Regions from separate parts of the Mus musculus genome. Here region 1 is linked to region 2. The links are chromatin contacts, called in public promoter capture Hi-C maps. All regions are on one chromosome and are shown on one strand. Each heading gives the region's core, a stretch centred on a gene start, on an enhancer-like site or on the middle of the called end of the contact. The rest is flanking DNA. Distances are from core to core; before and after follow the strand shown. Region 1 holds the start of Olfr281 (olfactory receptor 281). Region 2 holds the start of Zfp641 (zinc finger protein 641).

Region 1 (4,207 bases), core at 1,034-3,533, 160 kb after region 2:
GTAGCCTCTCCAGCTGCCTGTGTTTCCCCGTCATTGGCTCTGAGCTCTCAACCTCCCCGAACACAAAGGTAGGTGTTTGTTCAGGCACATCGGTGACCTAGACTTGGATCTAATATGGGCTGGAGCTTGGGTTGGTAGGATTGTTAATATATCAGAAGCAAGCTTCTTCCTGTTCAAAGATTCCTGGCAAGGATGTAAGTGCTGCAATCACAGCAGCCTGAATAAACAAAACAAAACTTTTTTTTTTTACCATAGAAACTGATTACAGAAACCAAACAGCAATGGAATATTAGTAAACTAGATTACAAGGGGCGAGTGAGCAGGAACTCACCCAGGGCGATGACTTACTTACACAGTCCATAACCGGGTTTAAATTGGTTTTAGTATCACTGTTACCATGAGCAATGTACTCAAAGTTTACGTAAGAAAGAAAGGTTTAAGAGAAAATAATAAACGTTTCATGATGATGTGACAGATGATAAGAGAATAATATCAACACCATGAAGGCAAGCAGTACTCTGAGCTAATGGCTGTACCATTTGAAGCCTCTCCAAAACGGAGGGCATCGGAGGGTGTTGGGTGGTTTGCAGGAAACGCTCTGTGGAGAAGAGCATCCTTAACATTCAGGAGCTTTGACAAGATCAGCAAGACTTCTGCTGGGCGTCAGTGCTGTCGAGGGGCACAGAGTGGGGGCTTCCAGAGCAGCATGGGGGGGGTCTGCTCTGAAATGGCACGGAACGAGTGTCTGTTGATGAGAAAGATCGCGATGCTTTGAGAACGTTGTTATATTATGGTCTGTATCACAGTCTAGAGATGGAAACAGAAATATGTGTTTGCCACGAGGAAGGGAAAACACAGACTAAAGCTAGAGAAATTGTGGGCTGAAAAAGGAAGTCACCAAGATAGGCTATATTTTTTAAGTAGTCTTTTAGGTGATGTTAAGAAACCCATGGAAGTTTAGATTCGTGAAATTAAAAGGAGGGTATATTTAAAGTGGCAGGAAATGCAAACAATGACAGAAAAAGAAGCAAATCTCTTTACGTCAAAAATAAGCAGAATGGCTAAAAGATTAAAGATGCACACATATCATAGTAAGAAATCCTAGCTTGTCATTGTCACTGTGATACAAGCTAGACGTTGAGATGACAACCAAAGGAAAATTGTGTCATTAATTTATTGCTCTTTTACAAGTTGCCATGCTGGCATTACAGAAATATCCTTGGGTATCAAAATTCTCACAGGAAAAATATGGGTGGGGGGGCTCTGTCTAGGGATAAGAAGTGTCTAGCTATTCTCCCAGGTTCGGATTTTCTTTGAAATCAGCCGAGACAGTGACTGAGGAAGTGAAGTGTGCGGTGTATGAGGTCCCTGGGACTTCCGTACACACCAGCTGCTTTTACATAAAAACTTAATTTATATTTTATGACTTCACTGTCATAAAGATAACTAAAAGTAGTCTCATTATACCCATGGTTCCTTCTCTCTCTTTCTTTCTTTCTTTCTTTCTCTTTTGTTTTTTCTTTTTTCTTTTCTTTTTTTTTTTTTTTTTTTTTTTTTTTTTTTTTTTTTTTTTTAGGTAACTTTTTATTTCATACCTGAGATTAGCCAAAGTGGCCCGGAACTCATAGCGATCCTCCTGCCTTAGCTTCTAAAGTGCTGAGATCTAAGTCTTCACCACCACACCCATCTTCTTCTAATCTTATAGAAATACATTTTCACCTGCCACTGTGAGGTCATGACCCCAGGAACTGTGTGTCCACGGTACTTAATGGAGTTGGCCGTGGTAAGGAGACATTGAATGACTTTGAACAAAAGAGAGACAGAGACAGAAAGAGACAGAGAGGCAGACAGAGAGACAGCAAAACAGAAAGACAGAGTTAGAGAGACAGAGACAGACAGACAAACAGGCAGGCAGGCAGACAGACAGACAGACAGACAGAGGAGAATAGTCTCTGCAAATATGTGCTACACATCTTTAAGTTTCTGAACCGTAAAGAGTGCAGTAGGAGCTAAGTGTCTGAGTAAGCGGAGGGTGCAGAGACACTCTCTTTTCCTGTAAATGCCGGTGAGGAGCAGATAGCAGTCCCTTGAAGCTTGTGAGCACTGTGACCTGAAATCAATGATGAGCTAACAGGATCTGAAACTTCAACAGAGATACAGGTAAGGGCAGCTCTAAGATGCCTGGGCAGAGTCCAGACAAAGCAGAGGGACCCTAAAGGACATGGTCACATGATTAGAGATGTCATCTCTTTCTACTTTATCCCAAGGACGTGCCATCCACAAATGGCCTGGAGCAACCACAGCGTCATCACGGAGTTCGTTCTCACCGGGCTCTCTGACGACCCCCTGATCCAGGCTCTACTTTTCGCGCTGTTCCTGGGGATTTACGTCCTCACCATGACGGGGAACCTGACGATGCTGCTGGTGATCACGGCTGACTCCCACCTCCACACGCCCATGTACTTCTTCCTAAGTAACCTGTCCTTCCTGGATCTCTGCTTCTCATCCGTCACGGTACCGAAGCTGCTGAAGGACCTGCTGTCTGCTAAGAAAACCATCTCTGTAGAGGGCTGCCTGGCTCAGGTCTTCTTCGTGTTCATCACTGCGGGAACCGAAGCCTTTCTTCTGTCAATGATGGCGTACGACCGCTACGCGGCTGTCTGCCACCCGCTACTCTATGGGCAGATGATGAGCAACGAACTCTGTCTGAAGTTGGTTTTGCTCTCATGGGGCCTGGCCTCTCTCAGTTCAGTAGTCATTGTGCTCTTGGCGGTGAACCTGGACTTCTGCGAGGCCTACACCATACACCACTACACGTGTGAGTTACCCTCTCTCTTTCCTTTGTCTTGCTCAGATATCTCCATCAACGTGGACATCTTGATCTGCTCTACCCTGCTGCACGGGCTGGGGACCTTTCTCCCAATCTTCTTTTCTTATGCCCGCATTGTATCCACCGTGCTGAGCATGGAATCCACCACGGGGAGAAGCAAGGCGTTTAACACCTGCTCTTCTCACCTCATAGCCGTGGTCCTGTTTTTCGGGTCCGGCTTGATTCGTTATCTTATGCCCACATCTGGCTCTTCTCTGGACTTGCTCTCTTCCTTGCAGTACAGCGCAGTCACGCCCATGCTAAATCCCCTCATCTACAGCCTGAAGAACCAGGAGGTGAAGGCCGCTGTGAGAAGGACATTAGGGAAGTGCCTGCGATACTTGGAGTGACTGCAAAGGCCCGGAATGGCAGGATGATTCAATGTGGCCAAGCGTTTTTTAGACCACTGACTTAAAGGGAGGCCTATACCGCTCTCCCTGGCTAGGTTAACAATGAAAAAGTATATAAAACTGTGTTTAGATAAGTATTATACAACCTCTCCTTTCTTTGCTTTGTTCTCTAATGTTTCTACAACTTTCTTCCTAAGTTACACAGTGGAGAGTTATAACCCCTAAATTGATACCTTATTTTTAAAATATTTCTATTAATTTTGAGTTCATTCGATGTTTTCTGATCATATTCACCCTTACTCTTTCTTCTCACTTCTTCAACATCCATACCACCACCCCATCCCCAACTTCATGCATTTTTAATTTATTTTTTTAAGAATTTGATATTGAATTTATATCATTTCTATCTCTCCTCTCTCCCTCCAACTCCTCCCATGTCCCCAATCTAAATTTCATGACCTTATGTTCTGTAGTTACTATTAGTGGGGGTGGGGGTGTCCTGGGTTCTGTACAGAAAAGCAGGCTGAGCAAGCCATGAGGAGCAAGTCAGTAAGCAGCACCTCTCCATGGCCTCTGCATCAGCTCCAGCCTCCAAGATCCTGCCCTGTCTGAGATCCTGCCCTGACTTCCTTCAGTAATAGACTGTTACCTGGAAGTATAAGCTGAAATAGGCCCTTTCTCCCCAAGTTTAGTCGTGGTGTTTCATCAGAGCAATAGTAACCCTAACTAGAACAGAAATTGATACCATGCCCACAGGGTATTGCTGTGACAGACCTGACAGTCTTGCTTCAGGGAGGGTTATGCAAGGACTTTAAAACTTTGGGCTAGAAAAGCAATTGAATGTTGAGAGCTCAGTGGGCTGTTTTGTGGGATCTTGGAAAACGATTAAGAGCAGTGCAGAAGACAGACACCCAGCTTCTGGAGTTTCAGAGGGAAGCAAGGACTCTGCAGGGACATTTGTGTAAAGAGTGTATGGTCTGATCATCTG
Region 2 (3,934 bases), core at 255-2,754:
ACTTCAAGAACGGTATGGGGAAGCCAGTGTTTGTTCACAGGAAGAGATTCGAATCAAGAAAAGGGCAGGAAACCCAGCCTCTGGAAAAGCTAAACCAACAGACATAGTTTGGGCTTGATAAGCAACAGAGGGTCGGCCAGTCAGGCCACCTGTAAATATGTCTATGTATCAAACAGAATAAATGGTTTTGATCACAGGAAAGACTTAGGCTAGTATTTGTTCGTTTCTGTTTGTTTTCTAGAGTCCACAACAATCCTAGAGCAAGACAGGTCCCATTTGATAATGACTGTGGAACAACTTACTGCGTGGCAATCCATGTCTGTCATTTTTATTCCCTTTCTATGTAGACGGAGCGACCAATAATCTCCCTAGAACAAGTCAGAATTTCAGGGGCAGGCTGGAGAGATGGCACAATGGTTAAGAGCACTGACTGCTCTTCCAGAGGTCCTGAGTTCAATTCCCAGCAACCACATGGTGGCTCAACCGTCTGTAATGGAGTCCGATGCCCTCTTCTGGTGTGCCTGAAGACAGTGACAGGGTACTCATATACAGAATCCCAGGGCTATTTTAGCTCACAGGATCATCCAGTAACATCTGCAGGAACCCAGGAGGCTGGGAAAGGCTACAGCAGACCCCAGGCCAGTTACAATGTACAGAAAGAACAAATTCCTCTTCCATCATTGAAGCTCAAAGATGGCTTTGGGGCCTCAGGGATACACCCTGGCCTGATTCTGCAGAGCGCACTGGGCCAGCTGGATGACAGAAAACCTGTGGAAATGTTAGGGGGAACCGGGAGCAAAGGATGGCATGGATCACTGTCACCTGCCTGCATTTCCTAGGGTGCTCCTGGCAGGGCCAGCACCTGGGCTCCCACCTTAACCTGTCTTCTATCTTTCCTTGTCCCTAGTTCAGGATGATCCCAAGTCTGCTGGAGCCTGGGTTCTTGGGCTTTCATTTCTTTTGCCTGGTTATGTATCTGGGAGGCAGGGCACCTGCTGAAGTTTTTTTTTTTTTTTTTTTCTCAGCGAGTTCTTTTGGACAGAGACAGGGCCTTAGTATCAAAGAGTGGCCCAAGGGCACAGGGACGAAGAGTGGCTCAGTGGCCCTGCCATCGCGGGTGTGGCACCTTGGGCCCCGAGCCCACAGCAGAATAAGGTTTCTTCTGAGTCAGACTCAGCACCCCCGGGAGGGTCAGATTTCAGAAGACTCGGGAACTGGCTAAGTGGGACTAGAAAACAGGTTCCCGCGAGCAGGGGCTATACCAAGTGACAGAAAGGTGCTGCGGGGACGCCCACGCAAGTGACAGCGGCGGGACCAGGCATGCGACACCGACGCCACTGTTCCCACGGCCAGGCTGGTGCCCTCCTCCACGCCCGCCCGCACCCCAGCCTCACTCACCCCGGCTCGGCCCCTTGGCGTTACCTCCCGCCCGGCGCGGCCGAGCCCGCGGCCCGCACAGCAAGCGACAAGCGACAGGGCCGGCGCGGGGCGGGCACAGGAAATCCCGCCGCTTCCGGGGCTCCGTGGTGCGGGCGGGGGCGGGCACGGGTGGAGAGGACCGCTGGACCCACACTCCTGTCGCCACAGCCCACGGGCTTTGCTGCTCCCGGGGCCCCGCCCACCGCCTGCGACCTCCCACGGCGCCTGGCGGTAGGGTGGGGGCGGGGGTGGGAGTTCAAGAGGGTTGGAACCCTCCCCTAGGACTAACCCTCCAGACAGACAGACTGCCAAACCCGACTGGACAGTGGACTTCTAATGATGCCTTCCTTCACGTTGGCTCCAACAAGATGGTGCTGTGTGAAGTGGGCAGTGATGCTTGCTGCATTGCCTTCAGACCTGAAGAGACATGGGCTACAAGTGTGCACTGCACATTTAGACGACTTGATATTTAAAAACGTAATATCGAAGCTACATTAGGTTAAGTGTGTTAGTTTTACATATTACAAATGTGACTTGCGACAGATTGATTTCTGTTGGCTGGAAAAGACCAGAAAGACCTACAAAACAGATAATGGTAGAAAGAACCTAGCTTGTAAACGTTAACGTTTGTTTTATCACAGTCATTCTGCAAAATCGTACAGCCTATCAGTGGAGACATGTGCCAAAGGCTGTCTGCCATAAACTATGTGATACGTATTTCTTTTAAAAATCTACTCCGAACTAGGATAGAAGCAAAGAGAAGAGATTGCGTTTAGCAGGGATGTCAGAGACTCACAGAAATAAGCAAAGGAGCGGGAACGATGGGATAAGAAAGATATATATATATATGAAAGGAGACCTGCAGTTGGCAACAGGTATAGAGGGCGTTCTTAGGAGCAGCTCGTGGGATGTGTGAGCATGGTTGGACCAGAATGTCTATCCTCAGCCCCAGCACCAGGCTTGGAAATTCTTGCTTAAGCAGGAGACATGGGGTTATCAGTGTAATCCAACAACATATCAGTGTCGTGACTCTAGTATAGACTTTTTCATACCATTCACGGCATGTTGTGGGTGAATGGTGTGAAAGCCAGTGGGAGCAGGATCTCTGCTCTTGGTTTTTATGAAAGGGCCAGGCATCTTTTACCTAGTGTCTCCACTGTCTCAAGTGGCCTTAGAATAGTCTTGTTCATGAGTAAGAGGGAAGAGAGCTGTGGCTGACCTGTCAGCAGCATTAGGGATCAATTCTGAAAATACTTTATTTATTTATTTATTTATTTATTTATTTATTTATTTATAGCGACAATAAAAGTGACTTTTATTAGAAAACAATTACTGTTAACTTCTCTAATGTGGATAAGTGCTCTCCAAAATTTTTCTCCTGAGTAATCTTTAGAGTTTGTTATACGCATGCAAAGTAAATATTTTTCTTGGCTTTTCTTTCTTTCTTTCTTTCTTTTTATTTTTAAAATTCATCTTACATCCTGATCATGGCCCCCCTCACCTCTCCTCTCTTCCCAGTCCCACCCTTACAATCTCTCCAATGCCCCCTCCTCTTCTCAAAGAAGGACACCCCTTGGGTACCACCCTACCCTGAGACATCTACCTAGTCCCAGGAGGACTTTCTCTCCCACTGAGGCCCAACCAGGCAGTCCAAGTAGAGGGGAAGGGAATCCAATGGCAGGGAACAGAAACCAAGACAGCCCCCACACCACTTGCCTGGGGACTCATATGAAGACCAAGCTGCACATTTGTTACAAATGTGTAGGGGATTTAGGTCCAGCTCCTGCATGTTCTCTGGTTGGTGGCCCAGGCTCTGTGGTCCCCCCATTGTTCCAGGCTAGATGACTCAGTGGATTTTCTTGTGGTGCCCTTGACCTCTCCAAGTTGCTCACTTCTATCCCCCACTCTTCCACAAAATTCCCCGGGCTTTGCCTGATGTTTGGCTGTGGGTCTCTGCACCTGTCTCTATCTGTTGCTGGAGGAAGCCTCTCAGGAGACAGTTAGGCGAGAGTCCAGTCTGCAAGTGTAGCAGAGTATCGTTAAAAGTGTCAGGGGTTGGCGCTCTCACATGGGTTGTGTTTCAAGTTGAGACAGTCATTGGCTGACTGATCCCTCAGTCTCTACTCCATCTTTATCCCTGCACATTTTGTAGGCAGGATAAATTTTGGGTCGAAGGTTTTGTGGGTGGATTGATGTCCCCCTCCTCCTCTGGAAGTCCTGCTGGCTACAGGAGGTGGCCACTTCAATTTCCATATCCCCCTCTAGTAGAAATCTCAGCTAGGGTCACTTCCATATACTTCCATAATTCTACAGGTATTTATCAGCTGTAGGAGTTCTCTGGTAGAGTTTGGGGGGTCACTTATGTATACTATCATATCATCTGTGAATACTGATACTTTGACTTCTTTGTTTCCAATTTGTATCCCCGTGATCTCCTTTAGTTGTCTTATTGCTCTAGCTAGGACTTCAAAGACTACATTGAAGAGGTAGGGAGACAGTGGACAGCCTTGTCACT

Evidence for each region. Promoter capture Hi-C pulls out the DNA fragments that hold promoters and counts their contacts.
Region 1: a contact with region 2 is called in a promoter capture Hi-C map of embryonic stem cells, with 5 times the contacts expected there. The contact joins the promoter of Olfr281 here to the promoter of Zfp641 in region 2. A contact is called at or near these places in 7 of 39 promoter capture datasets (3T3-L1-derived adipocytes, cranial neural crest, embryonic stem cells and 3 more) and 3 of 9 other capture datasets (adipose tissue, embryonic stem cells and liver).

What each region holds. Positions count from the first base shown.
Region 1 is chr15:98,454,029-98,458,235 of GRCm38.p6, forward strand. It overlaps Olfr281 (olfactory receptor 281), which reads left to right and starts at 2,284. Exons shown (of 1, transcript NM_146280.1): 1 at 2,284-3,219. The coding sequence starts at 2,284. The coding sequence ends at 3,219.
Region 2 is chr15:98,294,657-98,298,590 of GRCm38.p6, forward strand. It overlaps Zfp641 (zinc finger protein 641), which reads right to left and starts at 1,505. Exons shown (of 6, transcript NM_173769.4): 1 at 1,399-1,505.